Regions from separate parts of the Sus scrofa genome. Here all the other regions are linked to region 1. The links are chromatin contacts, called in public Hi-C maps. All regions are on one chromosome and are shown on one strand. Each heading gives the region's core, a stretch centred on a gene start, on an enhancer-like site or on the middle of the called end of the contact. The rest is flanking DNA. Distances are from core to core; before and after follow the strand shown. Region 1 holds the start of ANKRD6 (ankyrin repeat domain-containing protein 6). Region 2 holds the start of LYRM2 (LYR motif-containing protein 2). Region 3 overlaps ANKRD6 (ankyrin repeat domain-containing protein 6).

Evidence for each region. A called contact is a pair of places that touch in the nucleus more often than the background predicts.
Region 2: a contact with region 1 is called in a Hi-C map of epiblast stem cells, with 1.8 times the contacts expected there. The contact joins the promoter of LYRM2 here to the promoter of ANKRD6 in region 1. A contact is called at or near these places in 3 of 5 promoter capture datasets (fetal liver, fetal skeletal muscle and liver), 2 of 47 Hi-C or Micro-C datasets (epiblast stem cells and skeletal muscle) and 1 of 2 datasets of contacts at active chromatin or transcription factors (skeletal muscle).
Region 3: a contact with region 1 is called in a Hi-C map of skeletal muscle, with 4 times the contacts expected there. The contact joins the enhancer-like site here to the promoter of ANKRD6 in region 1. A contact is called at or near these places in 3 of 5 promoter capture datasets (fetal liver and liver), 16 of 47 Hi-C or Micro-C datasets (alveolar macrophages, embryonic fibroblasts, fetal skeletal muscle and 7 more) and 1 of 2 datasets of contacts at active chromatin or transcription factors (skeletal muscle).

Annotation. Positions count from the first base shown.
Region 1 is chr1:57,435,681-57,440,445 of Sscrofa11.1, forward strand. It overlaps ANKRD6 (ankyrin repeat domain-containing protein 6), which reads left to right and starts at 2,267. Exons shown (of 16, transcript XM_021089998.1): 1 at 2,267-2,481.
Region 2 is chr1:57,652,681-57,657,445 of Sscrofa11.1, forward strand. LYRM2 (LYR motif-containing protein 2) reads right to left here and starts at 2,215. Exons shown (of 3, transcript XM_003121299.4): 1 at 2,100-2,215; 2 at 1,307-1,447. The coding sequence starts at 2,144.
Region 3 is chr1:57,630,135-57,634,899 of Sscrofa11.1, forward strand. ANKRD6 (ankyrin repeat domain-containing protein 6) reads left to right here. Exons shown (of 16, transcript XM_021089998.1): 11 at 3,411-3,545; 12 at 3,877-4,062; 13 at 4,532-4,684. Among named protein-coding and RNA genes, the nearest start is that of LYRM2, 22 kb to the right of the region's middle. Within about 2 kb of position 2,252, at least 7 of the 83 cell types and tissues checked have an H3K27ac peak or open chromatin away from gene starts, as enhancers often do. A contact at or near this core is called in omental adipose tissue and skeletal muscle, where this site is marked.

The DNA.
Region 1 (4,765 bases), core at 1,017-3,516:
AGGTCACAGGTTTGATCCCTGGCCTCGCTCAGTGGGTTAAGGATTCGGAGTTGCGGTGAGCTGTGGTGTAGGTTGTAAATGCAGCTGGGATCTGGCATTCAATGGCTGTGACATCATAGGCCAATGGCTACAGCTCCAATTCAACCCCTAGCCTGGGAACCTCCATATGCCATGGGTGTGGCCTTAAAAAGACCAAAAAAAAAAAAAAAAAAAAAAGATGTCAGTGCTCCACGTTGCAGTAGCAGCCAACAGTTTAGTTCTGGCTCCCATTACATGAGGGCTGCAGACTGCCTATAGACATATTGGGCTCTGTGTGATTCCATGTGTCTTCTCATTCTTAGACTCCAGCTGAAGGAGCAGCCACACTTTGGGTTATGATAGTCTCATGCCAGAGGGCAAAAACTCAAGGGAGGGCAGGAGAAGCATATTTATAGCTTCCGTTCCGGCATGGGGTCAAGGCAAGTCATACAAACCCCATCCAAATCCTGAACCAGTGGGGCAGAGGAGTCTACACCAGTGTAGGAAAGCATGGCAATGATGGGAAAGGAACAAACTGTGAATGACTAATGCAATCCACTGCACAGATTCGTGTACTTCTAAGTCAAAATCCCAGTTTTTTCATGGAGCCCGACAAACTAATTGTAAAATGTCTATGGAGGAGTAAAGGGCTCAGAATACCTACCTTTATAAAGAGGAAAAAGTAAGTCAGGGTAGGATTTCCATAATCAGAAATAAAGATTTAACATAAAACCATAGATTTTCAGGTTGCATATGACCAGCACAGAGCTCTGGCTGTCTTACAATTAAATTAAAGGAGAAATGAATTTCAGATGGGATGTGAAAGGCAAAACTACATCTTTTAGAAGAAAATATGGAAGAATATTTTTATATCCTCAGGGTAGGAAGAATTCCTCAAATCACAAAAAAAAAAAAAAAACAAACCAAGGGAAAAAAACCAAACATGACAAATTAAAAAAGAAAACAAGAATAGTTAGTAAACATTAAATATGAACCATTATACATACAATCGGAGAAGTAAAAACCACAGGCATAATAAGAAATCATTTCACACCCCCAGAAAAAACAAGTGCTGGCAAAGATGTGGAGCAAGGGGACTTTCATACATCGTTAATGGCAACTGATTTAGAAAACAGTTTGGCACTATCCAGTATATAAATTAGAACACACGCATACCTTAAGACCCAACAATTCCATTTCTAGATAAACAGCTTAAAAGCTCTTGCACACATGCCACACAAGAAATATTTAAGAATGTTCATAGCAACATTGTTTGCAGAACCAAAAACTGGAGCCAACCCAATGTCCAAAAGTAAACTGGATGAATAAATTGTGGTATCTTCTCACAACAAAATATTAAATAACTGAGAAATCCAATAGGTAAAGCTCAGAAACCACGCTAAGCGGAAAAAAAGTAAGTTGTACAGGAATTGTGCAGGCTGATTCCACTTACAAAAAAAGTTTAAATCCGGCCACAAATGAATAGTGTGCTATTTAGGGATACATATAATTGGGGTAAGAGAATTATTAACATAAAATTCAGGAGGGTGGTTTCCTCTGAAGAAGGAGGCTAAGATCATGGAGGGGCACATGCTAGTTTCGTTGAGTGGAAGGCTTCATAAGGGCAGTTCCAGGGAATAATAGCAGGGCGGAGGCTGGCAGCTGCAGCTCCCATTTGACCCCTAGCCTGGGAACTTCCATATGCCGCCTGTGTGAGCTCCCTCCCCTCAAAAAAAGCCGGGGGGGGGCGCGGGGGGGATGAACATATGAGTCAGAAATGTTCAATGCTTTTGCCTAGTTCATACGGGACGCTTCAGACAAACCACTGACAGACAAGGAATAAAGGAATAAAGGCTTCCTTTCTTCTCTCCAGCTTTCTAATGAATCTGTATCTTTCACCACTGTTGTTCAGCTGCCACTGAGACATCCCAGTTAAGTGAACTATGAAAATGTTGAAATACTCACTTGGCCACAGGTTGAGGGACAGTTTCTCCTCCCAAATACCCTCTCCCTTCTATAAACCTCCCCTGCCCCGAAAACCGCGCCCAACTGCATCCCGGTTCCTCCCTCTTTATAAGGAGGCCTCTCGCGGCGAGGGCTGAAGGGGCAGCGGCCCAGTAGGGAGTGGGCTTCAGATCAAGGCCAGCCCCAGGGCCTTGGGGACCCCCACCTCCCCGCAGGCCGCTGCAGAGACCCAGCCGGCCGCTGCGGGGCGCTGCGGCCCCAGCCTAGGAGCGCGGGAGGGGCGGGGCTGAGGGCCGAGCCCGCGGCAGGCGCGGCAGGCTCGGCCACAGGTAACCTGCCGGAGCGAGGAGCGCAGCCCAGCGAGCGGCAGCAGGAGGCGGCGGCGCTGGGCGGCTCCGAGGCCCAGGGGCCGCCGGAGCCAGCGGGAGCCCGTCCGCTTCATCTCACGTTGCCCCCTACCCTGTCGCCGGCATCGGTCTCTGCGGCGCGGAGAGAAAGGTACCGTGTGACCTCGCCGGGTCCCTTCGAGACCCCTCTTAATCCGAGGACTTCCCCCCGCTACTCCGCCCCCCCTTGGGGGGGCTCTGATCAGGGGAGGGCCATGTCGCGGGTGGGGGCGCCCCCAGTTCGCTGTCTGTTGGGGCAGGAGTCCCAGACAGAGCGCTTTGCCCCCTTTCCTGCGGCCTCCGGGAAAGCCAGACAAGAGAGGGTCCTTCCCCGGGCACCTCCCTTGTCGCTTTCCTTCAGTTGCCTCCCTCGAATGTAGAACTTAGGGGCGGGGGCAGAGAACTTTCTCGTCTTTGGCCACAGGTTGAGGGACGCCCCCCTCCTCCTTCTCCATTGAGCTCGAAGAGTTGGAACAAAGTGGTGGTGGTGGTGGTGGTAGGGGGAGTCCCCAAGGTATTTCTCTCGGACGCAGAGGCTGGCGGTCTTCGGGCGTAAAAGAGGGACCCCTTTGGTCGCCTAGCGCCCGGGGTCACCCCTCGGCGTTCCGGGGCCTGCGGGCGGGCCTCAGAGTGGCCCGGCTCGGCTCGGACGCGCCAGCGGTCTGCCCTCCGCCCTCACCTCTGCGAGGACCGCGAAGTGGTGCAGGCACGGGAGCCTGGGGGGCTGTCCTGCCCTGGGGAGATCCGCTCTAGACGGAAATAAGCTCTATAAAGAGTTAGCAAGTGGCATCTCCCCGGGCTCCAGGAAGCGAGCACGTTGTTTGCTTTGAGTTCAGACGTCGTCTTACCACCAACACTTGTCTTGGGAATTTCAGTGCTGTGCTTCCGGTAGATTTGGGGGACCGGAGGGGAAGTGGAGTATTATCTGTGACCCAAGAGGAGCTTCAGTTTCCTAAAGCTGGCCAAGAATGTTTTCCCTGAGGCATGGTGAGATGGTTTAAGCGGTGGTTAAGAGGTTCCCTGGGGGGGGTCATGAGATTGAGTCTTGATGCCAGTTGTTAGGTGTGTGACTTTGGAAAACCCACTTCTTTAAATCGCAGTTTTTAGCATTGTAACAAACTGTGTGTATTATACATAATTTGGTTGTATTGTGGGGGAAATTAAATGAAGTGATGCACGTGAAAAGCTTGGCATAGCGCTCTTGAACAGTTAGGGATCCTTTTTTTGTGAGCCTGTTGATGATCTTCATTTGCCTTTAGGAGCCTATTAGGTCAATGTAAGTGGGAAGAAAACAAACACACCTGGGTCCATGGGTGGTCCCACTAGGTACTGATGGTCTCTGACTGTAGGTTTCCCATCCTTAAAATAGCAGTAGCAGGAGTTCTCTTCTGATGCAGCTGTTACAAAGATTAAGGATCTGGCATTGTCACTGCAGCTGCCTGGATTGCTGCTGTGGCGCCAGTTCGATCTCTGGCCCCAGAACTAACACATGCCCCAGGCCTGGCCAAAAACAACAGCAAAAAGATAGCATAGCAACCTGCTGTTATCACGCTGTAGTAGATAGGACTATACATGTTTATTCTCTATCATTCCTAGCATGTGCTTAGCATACAGTAAATGAAGAATTTTTTAAAATTAGGTATATAAATTAAAATTGGAAGATTTTTTTCTGCCTTCTAATCATAAAGAGGAGGGGAAAGGAATAAGAGACCAGAAAACAACTAGTTGCACATTTTGGGGAGGTGTAAAACAAGGGTGATAGCAAAATGCTAATTTGTTAACTCCTTGTTTGTTGGTGTCAGCATCAAAAATTAATCTTAATTTTCCTCTCAAAACTCATCAGCGTCTCTAGAGCCCTTTTAGATCTGACTGGGAACCATGAGGTTGGCAGGTTCGATCCGTGGCCTTGCTTGGTGGGTTAAGAATCCGGCGTGGCCGTGAGCTGTGGTGTAGGTTGCAGACGTGGCTTGGATCTGGCATTGTTGTGGCTGTGGTGTAGGCCGGCAGCTGTAGTTTCAATTCAGCCCCTAGCCTGGGAACCTCCATATGCCTCAGGTGTGGCCCTAAAAAGCAAAAAAAATTAAAAAAAAATTTTAAAAGAATACATTCTTGTAAAAGACAACTTGTGATCCAACTCTGCTTGGAGAAAGACATGCCTTGACTCTTAAGGCCCTCCCATATAGTTCTAGTGCCTCCACTGTGAACTATATAATAGGTTTAGAAAGTATCAAACGAAGAAGCACACATTAAAGAATAGGAACAGAAGGCACACCTGGAATACCCTTACCCAGCTGAAAAACCCGTGCCTTCTCAGAACCCTGCAGTCTGAGCACTTCTCCCCATGGTACTCTACCTACTTCTCTTTCTCTCCCCAAGAAAGAACTAGTCTGGATTTT
Region 2 (4,765 bases), core at 965-3,464, 220 kb after region 1:
CCAATTAGATGTGTTGACTTAAAAAATGCACAACCCGAAAGTTGAGAGTTAGGTTTTATTTGGGGACAAAATTAGAACTTAAGCATGGGAGACAGCCTCTCAGGTAGCCCAAAGAAACCACTCCTAGGAGTTGAGGGAGGAGCTAGGATATGTAGGACCATTTGCAACAAAAAGGCAGGTTACAGGAACAAAAGAGGCCTGGGCTCACTGAAATCATTCCTTTGATATGCACCTTTGCTATCCGGACCAGTATCCTGAATTTTCACAGCCTTCAGGACTCACCAGCTCTCACCCTTGGAGGTGACTGCATTCGAAGATGACCATGACATTATTTGCTTTATGCCTAATTACAGCCAGGCGGTGATATTTCATATGGCTCTGAAATACTGCCCATAGAGGAAAGGGATATGATATAGGTGAGGGGGAGGTGAATGCAGCCATGCAGACAGTTTACAAAACTGTGTTGCTGATCTCCTGAAGGTTACTACTAGTCACAAGGAGCAGACATCACCATGAAGGATTTTGGTGTTTTTCTTTTTCTTTTTTTTTTTTTTGGCTTTTTTAGGGCCACACCTGCAGCATATGGAGTTCCCAGGCTAGGGGTCCAACTGGGGCTGTAGCCTACGGCCTACACCACAGCCACAGCAATGCAGGATCCAAGCCGTATCTTTGACCGATGCCACAGCTCACGGCAGTGCTGGATCCTTAACCCACTGAGTGAGGCCAGGGATCCAACCTGAAACCTCATTGTTCCTTGTCGGATTCGACAGGAACGAGAGGAACTCCTAGTGTTTTTCTATATATGAGGAGATGCAAGAATTGGGCACATAAAATCTTCTAAAAATATCTATCTGAAGACCTGTTTTCCAGTTTTCCCAGAGCACAGAGTGCTTCACTCCTGATTTTCACCGAGCTCCACGCGGAGTACTATGGGTTGGCAGCTGCATAATTTAATCCATGTAGAGGCTGACGGCAAGCGCCAAACTTCAGTTCACAGGTGTGCCGTTCCTTCATACACCCCTGATGTACTTCCCAAATCATCATGCTCTAATTTTTATCTTTTCCTGTGTGTGTGCAGTTAGTTTACCAGAAAAGTCGGGTGATGATACTGTGGAGTGTAGATTCAGCAAAGTTTGTAAAAGTTAAAATTTCTTTTAAGAAAGTGAAAAATAAGTAGTATTAAGAACAATAATCAAGATACACCATCTCAGTGATAAAGTCCAAGATATCTACTAGACTTTTTTAAAAAACTCACTAATCAATACAAAAGGGCCAGGGCCCTCCCTCACTATCATCTTGGTCTCACCTCTTCGGTGGCATTTTTGTTTCTTTTGAATTCTTCCCTTGCCCAGTCCTTCAGGTATCTGCGATCAGAATCATTTGGAACTTGCCGAATTGCTTGCAAAATCCTTCTGTAGAGGAGGAGAACTTGCTGCCTTCTCATGAACTGGTCAGGAGAGTAGAAATGGCAATTAGAGCTGCACCGTCCACAGCCGAGGGCTTTACTTTAGCAAACCAAACTTACTGGATGACTTCGCTTTGGTCCTCAGTTTTAAAAGGGGCAAAGAAAAACAACCCCCCCCCTTTAAGAAAACAGCAGCAGTAAGTTTATCTGGTCTGTTTGCTTGCTCCTTTGTCAAACATAAGAACCCTTAACCTCGAAAGCTGCCCACTGGGCAGAAAAGGGCTACCAGTCTCCTAGAAACTGTAACCACTGCAAGAATAATTTTCCTAAATTAAGGAAGTAGTTAAAAATCCCTTGGTAACCGCATCTGCTCCTTCCCAAAGCTCAGAACAGGCAGAATAGTCTTTACCGTGGCCGCTGGGCAGCTGAGGTGTCGGGGCACAGAAACACAAAGCCTGACCTGCCTCCCAAATCAGGGACTGAAGGGTCGCCCCGCCCCCCTGCGCTTCCTGTTGGCTGCGCGGCTCGAAGCCCCGCCCCCATGCCCGTGCCAATCAGAGTGCGGCGCGCTAGGGTCACCCGCCTGGTCGTCCAGAGGCCCACTCTGTAGACTGGGTTCTGGGAGCGTGGAGAATCGAGCTTAGCTCGGCTCACCGGAAAGCTGCCCTAAGAGGCCGGCGAGAACAGCTGGTACCTGTTTTAGCGTTAGCGTCGCTGGGGGTAAGCGAGAAGTGGCCATGTCCTCCAGTCAGCTTGGTTCTCCAGGGCCCCAGCGCGCAGGAGCGGACGTGAGGCAGTGAGGGGGCGGGGCGAGCTCGGTTTCCTGGGAGACGGCCTGCAGCTTGTGCCTAGGCCTGGAGAGCCCCGCGGTCTCTCTGAAGGCCAAGGGTTTGTAGTCAAGTAGTTATCAGCCAAGTTTTCTCATCCGTGAAACAACAGTTTTTTCAGATTGTTATGAGAATGAAATAGTAGCAAGGTATTTAGCACAGATCCTGGCATGTGGTTAAGAAGTTTAAGTTAAGGTTTTGGGAAGTGAGGGGAGAAACGACTGTATTCCTTTTAAGATTTAGTATATATAATTTAGAATACTAAGCCGTGAACTCTGATGTGGGTTGCAGACCCTGCTTGGATCCCGCGTTACTGTGGCTGTGGCATAGGCTGGCAGTTGTAGTTCCGATTTGACCCCTAGTCTGGGAACTTCCATATGCTGCAGGTGTAGCCCTAAAAAGCAAAAAAAAAAAAAAATATATATATATATATATATATATATACAGTAAAATATAAAATACCAATTTCTCTTAAATTTAGCGTCTTGCTCTTTCTTTTTTCTAGTTTTCATCCTGTTCTTTTTCGAGCCTTTTTCTGGGCACTGTAGTCGTAGTAATAGTAATTAGTTAACAAGTCTTTACATGCTTGCCCCAGGAGTTCCGGTCGTGGTGCAGTGATTAACGAATCGGACTAGGAACCATGAGGTTGCGGGTTCGGTCCCTGCCCTTGCTCAGTGGGTTAATGATCCAGCATTGCCGTGAGCTGTGGTGTAGGCCGCAGACGCGGCTCGGATCCCGCGTTGCTGTGGCCCTGGCTCAGGCCGGTGGCTACAGTTCCGATTAGACCCCTAGTCTGGGAACCTCCATATGCCACAGGAAGTGGCCCTAGAAAAGGCAAAAAGACCAAAAAAACAATGCTTGCCCCATTGCAGTTTTATGAATTTTTGTATCCCAAATAACAAGGAACTGAATATCCCTATACCTTAAGATTTTATTTCCCTGTACTTGTTTTAGCCTCCCCTCAGCACACTCTATAGACTCTTAGGTTATATTAACTGCAAGTGGGGTTAGTGAATCCTTCCTACTTTTAAAAATAGAATTATGGAATTCCCATTTTGGTTCAGCGGTAACCATACTAGTATCCATGCGGCTGCAATTCAATCCCTGGCCTTGCTCAGTGGGTTAAGGATCTGGCCTTGCCGTGAGGTGTAAGCCGAAGACATGGTTCGGATCTGGGGTTGCTGTGGCTGTGGTGCAGGCCGGCAGCTGCAGCTCCAATTCAACTCCTAGCCTGAGAACCTCTGTATGTCAGGGATGCAGCCCTAAAAACTCCAAAAATATAAAAATAAAATGGAATTGTTCCTACTTAAAATACAGGGAGTTCCCTCTGTGGCACAATGAGTGGATTAGGAATGCTACTGCTCTGGTTGCTGTGGTGCCATGGGTTTGATCCTCAGCCCAGCACAAGTGGGTTAAGGATCTGGCATTGCTGCAGCTGTGATGGAGTCTCAGCTGTGGCTTGAATCTAATCCCTGGCCTGGAAATTGCATGTGACACTGGGTGCAGCTGTGGGGAAAATATGTATATGTCAGGTTTCTCTACTCTGCAGAGAAAATATGTATATGTCAGGTTTCTCTGCTCTGCACTCTCTGCAGAGAAAATATGTATATGTCAGGTTTCTCTGCTCTGCATTCTCTTTAGGTCCTTGCCTACACACATGGATTTGGAGGTGCAGGCTGAGAAGTGCTCTAGAGGTGCCAGGCTTCATCACACAAGGATGGAAGCAGGGTGTCTGACAGGAGGTTGTTCTGTCCAGGAGGTGCTACATCAGTGTGGGGATAGTCCCAGTGGTCTTGCCACGCAGGGATGGAGGCAAGTGGTCTCGATCAGCCCAGGATGGGAGTGGTTCTGGGTCAAAGGGAAGGGAATTTCCCCTCTAACCTAAAACGGCATTGTGACAGCTCTAACCTGGCCTCTGGTCCGTTGTCCCCAGCAAAAAACACTTTTTTTTTTTTTTGGTCTTTTTTAGGGCCCCACACGTGGCATATGGAGGTTCCCAGGCTAGGAGTCTAATTGGAGCCACAGCTGCCAGCCTATGCCAGAGCCACAGCAATGCCAGATCCTTAACCCACCGAGCAAGGCCAGGGACCAAACCCTCAACCTCATGGTTCCTAGTTGCACCATGACAGGAACTCCTCGGATGTCGAAATCTTGATCACAATCCAGGTAGCAGTTTATACCAAGTTTCATCTGTGTCCCCAGAGAGGGCAGTCTTACTGGGGTAGATACTGGCCCTGGCTGCAGCTGGGTCTTTCTTTATATCCATCCTGGACCTGTTTGGGGACCCCTATTCTCTTGCCCCACGCCCACTAATTTCCTGTCCAACCCCTCTGCACCATGTGTTGTTTTGATCCTCTGACTGGGTTGCTTGGGAAAAATAGGGAAGTGCTCTGCGGAGCCTAACTCTGATACTGCATGTGTCTTCATTGTTTGGTGGCCTGTTTTGGGGCACCCGGGTCCGAGTCTCTATCCTATCCTTCCTAACATATGTAGCCAAAAATGTTCAATTACCTGTTGACTGAGCATTTACTTG
Region 3 (4,765 bases), core at 1,002-3,501, 190 kb after region 1:
GGGTTAGTCACCGCTGAGCCATTGATGGGAGCTCAGGGATATTCCCTGATTTCTGTGAAGTGGAGCAGATTGATGATGATCTGTCTGGTGGATGGTATGGTTCTCTGGGAAGGGCTGTAAGCCACGCTAAGTTGTTTTCACTGGCTAATGACATGGTCAATGAAGGGATTTTTTTGTGTTTGAGTTTACTGAGTGTTTCTTCTCATTTTTGATTGATGCAGTTCACAATTCTTCAGAAAGTGAATTTCAGGCTGATTCCGAAGCTGTGTGCTGTTCTAAGTGTCAATAAAGCAGATGAGCAGTGGGCACCAGCTGCTTCCTTCATCAGACTCGACTTCCTACTGAGTCTAAAATTTAGCTCAGGACTGAAGTTCTGAGACCTTTTTGGTCTAAGGACGCTTTTACTTTCTTAAATATTATAGAAGCCCATAAAGAACTTTGTTTATGTGAGTTTATATCTATAAATAGTTACCATATTTGAAAATAAAGTGGGGAAATGTTAAAGATATTCATTTAAAAAAATAAGTCCATTTGTAGTAACATAAATAGCATCATTTTGTGAAAAAGAACTGTTTTTTTCAAAACAAAACAAACATTGAGAAAAGTAACATTGTTTTACATTTTTTGCAAATCTCTTTAATGTCGTAGATGAGAAATCTACTACCTTCTTTTATTTCTATATGCAGTCTGTTGTAATATCATTTATGTAGCTTCTGGCCAACACCACGGTATACTCATGAGAGAATGAACATGAAAAAAGCCAATGTAATATTATGAAAATAATCATAACCTCATGGACCCTGGGTCCCTGGACACTTCAGAACTGCTGGCTGAGGAGATGAGAACACACTTTAAAAATCTGGTTCAGCCGTAGGCAGATATTGTCAGGAATTTTCCGTTTAGGTGGTATCCACTGCCTGTAGAGGTTCTTTTTGTCCTATAATGGTGTCACCTGATTTAATGAAAACAAGACGAAAGTCTGACATCAGGATGAAAAACACTGGGCTGGACTTCACAGAGCCCTTATCTATCCCTATACCAAGACAAGAGAATGTTGTTTTATTGCGGAAAGATAATGTGACCTTGAAAGTGTTTTCACTTTGTGGACCTCAGTGTTTTTTTCTAAGGGGGGGAACCTTGGAACTGGGAGTAGGGGGTCTGGGGGAAGGGTGTGGAGCTGGGCTAGAGACTGAAGGTTTCCACCAGCTTGGAGATCTGTACTCTGTGATTAAACATCTTTGTCAACTAAGTGACTCTTAAGGCCCAGAGGCAGGTGGGAGGCACCTGACAGTGATGGACATTCCAAGGTGTGCCAGCCACCTGCTTTGTCTTGGTTAATCCCATCAACTCCCCATTCTCATGTTTGAGAAGTTAGAGCACAGAGAGGCCAAACAACTTTCCCAGAGGTCTCCAGCTCACTGATGCTGGTCTCAAGTACTCGCCTGTGTCCTTTCCACCTTTCTGCCCTCGAAGGGATGGACCAAAGGCTTCCTTCTGGGGAAAAGATTCCCCCATGTTGGTACCATGGCTCACAGATGCATTTCAGTTATGTTGCAATCAAATTGAATATGACTTGGTTATGGTTTGGCCAAGAGAAAGTCTGATGTGCTAGATCGGGTCCAGTGTCCCAAGACAGTAAGACTGTGCCTGGCACAGAGCTGCCGTGTCGCACAACTCCACGGGACGCTGTCCATATCCTAGTCTACCTGAGTGGTGCTCCCTGGAGTTGAGTGGTGCACGGCCTGCACACACCTACATGGCGGCCCTGGCCCAGCACATAAATGCCTGCTAGCATCATTGTCGTAGACTGTGAGCTCCTCAAGGTCAGCAACGATGTCCTACTCATCTCTGGGTCCCTAAGTGCTCTGCCCAAGATGTAGGAGGCATAGCAGGTGGTCTAGAGGCCCTTGTCTGATGTGCACACTCGGTCCCCCTTGCTCGGCTGGAGGCTCCGTTAGGTCCGCACACACCAGTGGTTTGTAACGATGCCTCTTGCCTCCTTCAGGTCTTGCGCTTCAGTCGTGGGCGAAGCCTGAGGAAAAAGAGAGAGAGGCTCAAGGAAGAAAGGAGAGCTCAGTCTGTGCCAAGAGATGAGGTGGCACAAAGCAAGGTGGGGGGTGGCCCTCCCGCCCGCTTGCAGGGTGGGAAACTCTCCCTGCCTACTCTGGGCCCATCTGGCAGCTGCCAGGCCCTCCTCTGTCTCTCCTTTCCACTGGGTCCTTCAGATCTTCTCCGTCTTTCCTTCTGGCCTCTTGTCTTCCACTCTCCATGATTTCAGGCCACATGCACGTGTGCCACCTCTCTTCCAGCACCCCGTGCAGCTGTATTTACAAGTCCCCTGCACCTGTGGCCTTGTCACTTCCATGTGGACAGCCCTGCTTCTCTGCCACCGCGCCTTCTTCGTGTAGAGCAGTGGTTTTCAAGGGGTGGATCCACTGTGTTACTTAGAACCTTGTTAGAAATGCAGATTTGGGGGCCTTACCCCAGACCCACTGGATCAGAAACTCTGGGGTGGGGCCCAGCAGTCTGTTTGAACAAGCCTCCCAGGTAATTTCAATGGGGATGGAAGTTGGAACACCGCTGGCATAGCTTGCCACCTCTCTTTCCAATGAGGGAGTAAACTGAGGCTATGCTAGCCCATATGGCTCCTCAGTGCAAATGAGAAGAAGATGCCTCCTGGGCAGACCAGCCCAGGACTTGCATAGAGCCCAGGTTGGACTTTAGCTCCTTCTGCCCTGCTCATGTCTTTGGGTAGGTGCCTTTGTGCAGTGAACATCTTGCACAACTGTACATGGCAGCCCTGGAAGGAACCATACCATACCTTTTAGCTCTCCCAGGAGGAAGAAGACTAGGATATAGAGATAACGTTTGGCAACTTTTATGTCCGTTTGAAAATCTTATCAGTTTCCAGGGTTAAGACCTCATAACTCTGATTAAGTTCCTGTGTGTGAATTGTACAAATTAATTTGTAAAAGTTCTCACAAGGACCAGACACGTGATGTTTTCTCATTTCAGAGGGTTCTCACTCTCCTCTATGAATTATGAGGGTCCAAGCTCAAAGAATAAATGGGGTTGGGGATTTTTTTGGAAATGCAGAAGACTAAAAATCGTAAACGCTGAGGTGTTTTGTGTGTGGTAGGTTCCTGAAGTTCTTAAACATAGAATTAGACCCAAGGCTATGTCTAGTTGGCACTTAATAAATAAAGTAAAAGCCAGATAATCAACTTACTTGGGAAAGCACACGTGTTCAGTTAAGACCACCAAGCAGTGCTCCCTGTGTCTGAAATTTGTCACTGGCAAATATTCCCAGGGGGTCCTTTAGTGGATAGAGTCTTGGAAGTTTTATGCTATTATTGAAGAAGGCTGAGGGGTCAAGTAGAAGAGGTTTCTGGGCTTTTTTTTCTCTGTAGGGAAGTGTCTCAGCAGGAGACACCCATAGCAGTGAACAGGCTGCACCCAGAAAAGAAGAGGCCAAAGAAGATTGCCTGTCCGCCTCCCCGGAACCCAGAGCCAAGGACTGCAGGCAGAGAAAGTCCAGGCCCAAGGTCAGGAGGCACGTGAGAGCAGCCAAGAGGGCGGAGAGGCGGGTTGGCCAAGAGCCCCGTGATAGTGTCATGCCCAGCAGCTAAAGAGCCACTTCCCTTGGCTGGCTTGCTGGTTTGGAGCCGGAGCAGAGTTGGGCGTGGCCAGCTGCAGGCACGAGGTTAGCGTGCTGATACACCTCTTTTGATGCCTGGTACCTGGAGTAGAAAGCCGTGAGCTTATTAGTAAGGCGGGGTTCTTCACTGCAAAGCGGGCGAGGGGGGACCCGCTGGCTGGGCTTCAGCCTTGCTGATGTCACAGTGCTCAGGGTGGCAGTCTCCTTGTCTCCCACAGGTGTCGGCATTTTCTGACCCCACCCCACCAGCAGACCAGCAGCCCGGACAGCAGAAGAACACACACACTCACAGTCACCCTAAAAAGAGGCCCAGGCGTCGCTGTTCGCCCCCACCTCCTCCGCATGAGTTCAGAGCATACCAGCTCTACACGCTGTACCGGGGCAAGGACGGCAAAGTGATGCAGGTACCTGCCCGGCCCTGTCAGGGCAGGACTGTGGGCGTAAGTGAGGTGTCTGTGCGACATGGCCCCTGTGGGCTAACCTCCACTTTGACTACAGAAGGCATGTGCTTTACAGATGAACCAGCTGGCCCTCCCCACCTAAACAGTGCAGGTACCCTCCTGCCATTTAGGCCAGGCCAGCAGAGATGTTGTTACAAAGCTTTCTGCACCACCTGTGGTGACTAGATGATCTTGAGGCCCAAGAGTAGATAAAAGCAGCTTGAGGACTGGATGTTAGCGTCTCTGAATCCTCTTAGCACCCACCGGACCAAAGTTTGGCCTCTAGGATGGTCCAGAATCTTGGACGACTGGGATGGGTCTCCTCCACACGTGTGTCCCCCGGGTCTGCTGACCAGCACACGGTGGGTACTGAACACATATTTGCAGAAGGAATGAACTTGGTGGACTGATTGCTTTTTGGCTTCCCGCTTAGGCGCCGATAAATGGTTGTCGATGTGAACCCCTAATCAACAAGCTGGAGAATCAGCTGGAGGCAACTGTGGAGGAGATCAAAGCAGAGCTGGTGTCAGTTCAGGATAAAATGAACACCAAGCTGGGGCATATGGAGAGTAAGACCCAGCACCAGGTAAGAGGTCACTGTCCTCACCGTGGGCTGTCTTGGCAGAAAATGAAATCAGAAACCTCAGCACACACTCCTGTTCTGCAC